Linked DNA regions of Mus musculus: region 1 is linked to region 2. The links are chromatin contacts, called in public promoter capture Hi-C maps. All regions are on one chromosome and are shown on one strand. The core of a region is the stretch at or near the end of the contact, and the rest is flanking DNA. Distances in the headings are between cores, read along the strand shown. Region 1 overlaps Dst (dystonin). Region 2 overlaps Bend6 (BEN domain containing 6).

Region 1 (2,700 bases), core at 24-2,523, 270 kb after region 2:
GCCTCAGTTCTAAGGACTTTATGTCCTTATGATCTTATATTTTCAATTTAAAATTTATGTAGTTTTCTTGTAATCATTTCTGAAAGAAAAGATGGGTTGTGGTGTTTTAAGAGGTATAAAGCAGCCGGGCGTGGTGGTGCACACCTTTAATCCCAGCACTCGGGAGGCAGAGGCAGGCGGATTTCTGAGTTCGAGGCCAGCCTGGTCTACAAAGTGAGTTTCAGGACAGCCAGGGCTATACAGAGAAACCCTGTCTCGAAAAACCAGAAAAAAAAAAAGGTATAAAGCATGTAAAAATCAAATTATAAGATAATAAAGGTCAAGAGCTTATCAGTAAAAATGCTTTTCTACAAAATGTCTAGCATATATTTTTGTCAGAGTGCATTATGTGAACAAGAAAACGTGTCTATAAAATAGGGGAATGATAATAACTAAGGCTAGCGTCGTCGAGCAGAAGTAGGAACACGCTGCCTTCGTGTGCCCGCAGTGTGGGCTCATGCTCTTTGCATACTTAAACCAGGCTGTGAGTAAAATTCCCGCTAACGTTCCACGAAAGTGAGATGTGAGCTTTACGATGGGGATAAATATCTTCAGTAAGAGGGAGCATCTGAATTGCTTTGTGTGTATAGCATACATTTGCATGTGTGCATACGTGTGTGGTATACAGGTGTGTGCTCACGTGTCTTCTATTGCACGAATACTGCCTTGTTACAAGGTCTCTCCTGAAGACCACCATTTTGAAGCTCACCATTTTCACAGGCTGGCCAACGGGCCACCAAGCTCTTGGGGTCCATCTCTCTTTGCCACCCAATGCTGAGATTATAGACACACAAAGCCACGTCCAGCTTTTTAGATGGCTGCTTGGGGTTTGAACACAAAACATTCATGGTTGCATCTGAGGCATCTCTCTAGTCCCAAATAGATGGAAATTTAAAGACTGTTATCCTAGTGAGATTATCAAGGGTGGAGGCGGTAGACACTCAGAGCAGAAGCTGTAGATACTCAGAGCAGAGCACAAGCCCCCGGGTGCTTCAGGAAGAGCAGTGGAAGGCCACTGGAAGAGAAGGGGCCAGCCAAGCCAGGCGACAGTGTAAGAAAGACTCCTTAGGGTCTTTGGTTTTCCTGGTGCCTTTCGATTTTCTCCCCTTTACAGTTTTTTTTCTTAGCTAATTTGTTTTCTCTGTTGCAACCTTTGGCTAGAAGACATCCACTGCAGTGCTGTTCTGGTAACATAGTTAAACTCAAGACGGAGGAGGGGCTCATTCGGCTCCCTGTGTTGTGCAGCTGTTTCTCTTCTGAAATGACCTCATCCTGAAAGAAGTTTTGTGTTTTATTCTCTTGGTCAGAAAACCTTCATTCTTCAATGACTTTATTCATTCCCCTTGGGATTACTCAGTGTTTACGCTCCTTGCTAATGGCGGGGTTCTCACAATAGCATGCTCTTTCTTGCCCGGAGGTTGGCAGTCGCAGAAGGTCTGGGTCTTATTTGAACAGTTTTCTATTGGAAGAACTTTAGACATTTGGTTTTTTTTTTTTGGTTTTTTTGAGACAGGGTTTTTCTGTGTAGCCCTGGCTGTCCTGGAAGTCACTTTGTAGACCAGGCTGGCCTCGAACTCAGAAATCCGCCTGCCTCTGCCTCCTGATTAAAGGCATGCACCTTTTGTACATATCTGTTTAGTATTCTTGACATAAGTAGATGGGTCTGTGAATTAAATAAATATTTTATGTGTGTGTGTGGAGAGAGAGAGAGAGAGAGAGAGAGAGAGAGAGAGAGCTGTCCTTACCTCTCATACTGTTACTGGTGAATGTTGACCACATTGGTGGGCATGGAGGCCAGTGAGGTATTTGTGATGATTTTCTGGCCTGTGGACAAATAGGAAGTGGAGATACATTTCCATTTCGTGAACACTTCCTTCTAAGACCTAATGAAAGTACAGGTAGATTGATGGCGGGGCGGGGGGGGGGGGGGGGCAGAATCCTGCCTTTTCTTTAGGTTAAACAAAAGTACGCAGTTGTGTTTGATTTTCTTCCCAAGATTGGTGATGTACTTTAAGGGAGTTTCTTGTGCATATGACTGCTACACAGGGTCCTTACTGCTCATTCCTCCCATACGCCCACAGCACACAGAGGGCCCGCTATTTGTGTGGGGGGTAATGTTGAGCAAACCTGAGAGCCTGTGGGATGACAGAGAGGTCTCCTCTATATAGGGAGGTTCTAAAGAGATTTTAGTGGGTGGGTGCAGCAGAGAATTGAGAGGCGGGTCCTGCAGAGGCTGGAGAGGGGTGGGTGCTGCGGAGACCGGGGAAGCATTTAAAGCATTGGTTCTCAACCCATTGGTCACAAGCAGATATTCCTACATATCAGATAGCCCACATTGCGGATATTTACATTACAGTTCACAACAGTAGCATGATTACAGTTATGAAGTAGCAGTGAAAAATTTTATGGTTGGGAATCACTCCAACATGAGGAACTGTATTAAAGGGCCACAGCATTTGAGAGGCTGGGAACCACTGGCTTAACGGAAGCCTCAGTTTTAATATGGGTGTGGTACTGGTACTTACAGATGTATAACTTAGGTGGCTAACCCAGGCAGGTGTCAGGCTGAATTGGCACGGATGAAACTTAACACGGTGCACTTTTTCCTAGGCCGGACCTGATAGACATGAATACTGTTGCTGTTCAAAGCAACCTTGCAAA
Region 2 (2,830 bases), core at 194-2,693:
CTTGTGTGATGCTTTCTGTGCTGGTCAATAAATACAGAGCAAGCCCTTTGTCAGGGGCAGAGTCCACTCACAGCTACACACCAGACATACATAAACACCGTTAGTCACATGCAGAAAAGACAGACACCCAAAGATATAACAGACAGACACAGAAGGACAGACACAGGGACAGATTCACAAGATCACCTTCAGGCTGACACAGACTCTCATACAAACATACAGTCAGGAGACCCAAGGAGCATGAAGTAGAGAGTTCACATTGGACTCTCTTGGCTAATGTCTCGAAGGGAAATTACTGGTGAGTTGGAGTTAATCACTAATGCGTTTAATCCATGCCATCTTATAATGTCTAGTCAAATGAATAGAAACAAACAAGCAATTTCGAAACCACAAGTCATCCTCCTATGTATTTCATACAGATATAACCTGTGGGGTATAGTTATATTACATTAATGAATTTTAGTTGTTCTAGCCCGAAAAATAACCAAAAGTGGATTCCTCTATAAGCTGATGGCAATGTTGATTTGTTTCTCTAGAGAACATGTTTAACAATTTATATGCACCTCATAATATCAAGTCTTGTGGATAATTTTGGAGAGTGCAATGCTTTTTGAAAAAATCAGGAACAAATTAAGATTTCTATTATGATTTTCATGTGCTACTAAATGATATATATGTAGTCTTTTACAGTGTTTTATAAAGTGGGTCAGAGGTGGGGATATGAGGGAGATGGTACTGTTTAAGGACATGTGAATACAGCATGCTACATGCATTATAAAACACGTAAAAATGTATAAAACATGTATAAAATGTGGGACTGTATAAAGACATTCAAATAAAAATACAGGATGAACATGTCGGTAAGTTGTTCAAAGGAAAGGAGGGCAATGGGGTAGTGAGGAACAGCTGTGAGCTGAGTTCTAAACAGAAGAGCAAAGAGTAAGTCTTACTGAAGAAACGCACCAATTTCCATAAAATATTTTGGGAGGAAAACCATTTTCAGACAGTTTGATGATCTTTTGTTTAGATCAGAAAACAAACTTTGAACAATGTTATATCTGGTGCTGGCTGAAATGAAGTAGGAAAACTGTCTACTGTCTGTGTTTCTAACTTAACCTTAAAAAGAGAACAGAAACTATATTCCCTTGGTTGGATAAAGAGTTAAAAAGGACAAATTACAGAAGATGGGGGAAAGTGCCAAGAAACAACGAGGAACAAGGCTGAGAATTGCAGAGGCAGCTGAGGTAGATGAGAAGATTAAATCAACAGAACACCGACCTGTGCTTTCTCCAGAGCACTATTCGCATTTTCTGAGTTTGCTGTCTCTGTCCGTTTCCTCTTTCTTTTTCTAAGAACTTGGTTGTCGGTGATGTCATCTGTCTGCAAGATCTTCTGCATTTTCTCAATTAGTCAGCCCAGGCTTTCCGGAACGGCGATGGCAGAAACGCCCATGTAGGTGCCGCTGTTCTGCATGCGGTTCTCGCTTCTTAAAAACAAAAACAAAACACAGGGGGCCTCAGCCTGCTGCCGGCTCAGGTGAGCGCCTTTCACGGAAGGTGCCATGTGGAAGGGGCCATGTTGTTGTCTTTCTTACTGGCCAACTTCCCGCACATGTTTACTTGACTCAAAAAAATCCAGCTTGGTGCTGGAGACGTGGCTCAGTGGTTAAGAGCACTGACTGCTCTTCCAGAGGTCCTGAGTTCAATTCCCAGCAACCACATGGCGGCTCACAGCCTGGGATCTGAAGTCCTCACAGATGTGTCTTACGACGGCTATGGTATACTCACATACATAAAATAAATAAGTCTTTTTTGTTTTAAAGATTTTATTTATTTTATATATGTAAGTACACTGTAGCTGTCTTTAGGCACACCAGAAGAGGGCATCAGATCCCATTACAGATGGTTGTGAGCCACCATGTGGTTGCTGGGAATTGAACTCAGGACCTCTAGAAGAGCAGTCAGTGCTCCTAACCTCAGAGCCATCTCCCCAGCCCTAAATAAATAAATAAATAAATAAATCTTAAAAGGAAAAAAAAATCTATTGCAAGGCAGGGGATTGATACACAGTAGCAGGTCATACTTTAAGAAACAAAAGAACCCATTCAGCTTTGTTACCGCCCTCAAGCTGCTCATGTGGTCAGGTGCGGCTAGTTGGCTTTAAAAACTTCAAACAGTGTAAGAACACTTTCCATCTGCCCTTCTTGTCAAGTAGCCATGAAGAATCTACAGGTTTTAAAAATTCTAGGTGTATGTAAACATCATCACACAGAACTGAAATTATGCACTTCTAGGAAAATGTATTAATAATAGTTGACAACATCAGGATGGAGGGTAAACATATTCCCAAGAGACCAATAAGAGTTGCTTAGACCCGAGTTTTGCTTTAAAAGGTGTTTTTCTTTCTGAAAACTCTGCAATCTTATGATAAGAGGTTCCCCTTGTCCCAAACTAGTTGAGTCTATCAGTAGGGTTGTAATGACAACATTTAACCTTGGTTATGTATAGCTGGTGATGCACATTAGGTCTTATTTAATCTTCAGAGTATTTGCTTCAATTGGTTTGTTTTCATAAGCATTTAATTATACGTAATAAAACCAGAGTCAGATTGAGCATATGAGTCTTCATGAAATATATAGAATATTGAGCACCCGGTAATATTTTGCTTCTTATCAAATTACTATAAATGTATTAGCAAATGCACTACTCAAAAATTTTTATTCACAAAGTTTATAATAAAACACTGGAGTCCAGCATCGTTTTGAAAGCTATATTTACTAATGTGATGAGTGAAGTTTTCAAGATAACATTATAGTTGGGCATAGGGTACA

What was found. Capture Hi-C pulls out chosen DNA fragments and counts their contacts.
Region 1: a promoter capture Hi-C map of adipose tissue shows a contact between it and region 2. The contact joins two enhancer-like sites. A contact is called at or near these places in 1 of 15 datasets of contacts at CTCF or cohesin (large pre-B cells), 14 of 484 Hi-C or Micro-C datasets (CD8 T cells, the HL-1 cell line, the N1E-115 cell line and 8 more), 1 of 115 datasets of contacts at active chromatin or transcription factors (astrocytes) and 2 of 9 other capture datasets (adipose tissue and liver).

What each region holds. Positions count from the first base shown.
Region 1 is chr1:34,149,553-34,152,252 of GRCm38.p6, forward strand. It overlaps Dst (dystonin), which reads left to right. Exons shown (of 103, transcript NM_001276764.1): 10 at 2,650-2,700. Among named protein-coding and RNA genes, the nearest start is that of Gm51742, 16 kb to the left of the region's middle. Within about 2 kb of position 1,274, at least 89 of the 459 cell types and tissues checked have an H3K27ac peak or open chromatin away from gene starts, as enhancers often do. A contact at or near this core is called in adipose tissue and uterus, where this site is marked.
Region 2 is chr1:33,882,163-33,884,992 of GRCm38.p6, forward strand. It overlaps Bend6 (BEN domain containing 6), which reads right to left. Exons shown (of 7, transcript NM_177235.3): 2 at 1,279-1,486. The coding sequence starts at 1,398. Among named protein-coding and RNA genes, the nearest start is that of Gm38471, 8.8 kb to the left of the region's middle. Within about 2 kb of position 1,444, at least 147 of the 459 cell types and tissues checked have an H3K27ac peak or open chromatin away from gene starts, as enhancers often do. A contact at or near this core is called in adipose tissue and uterus, where this site is marked.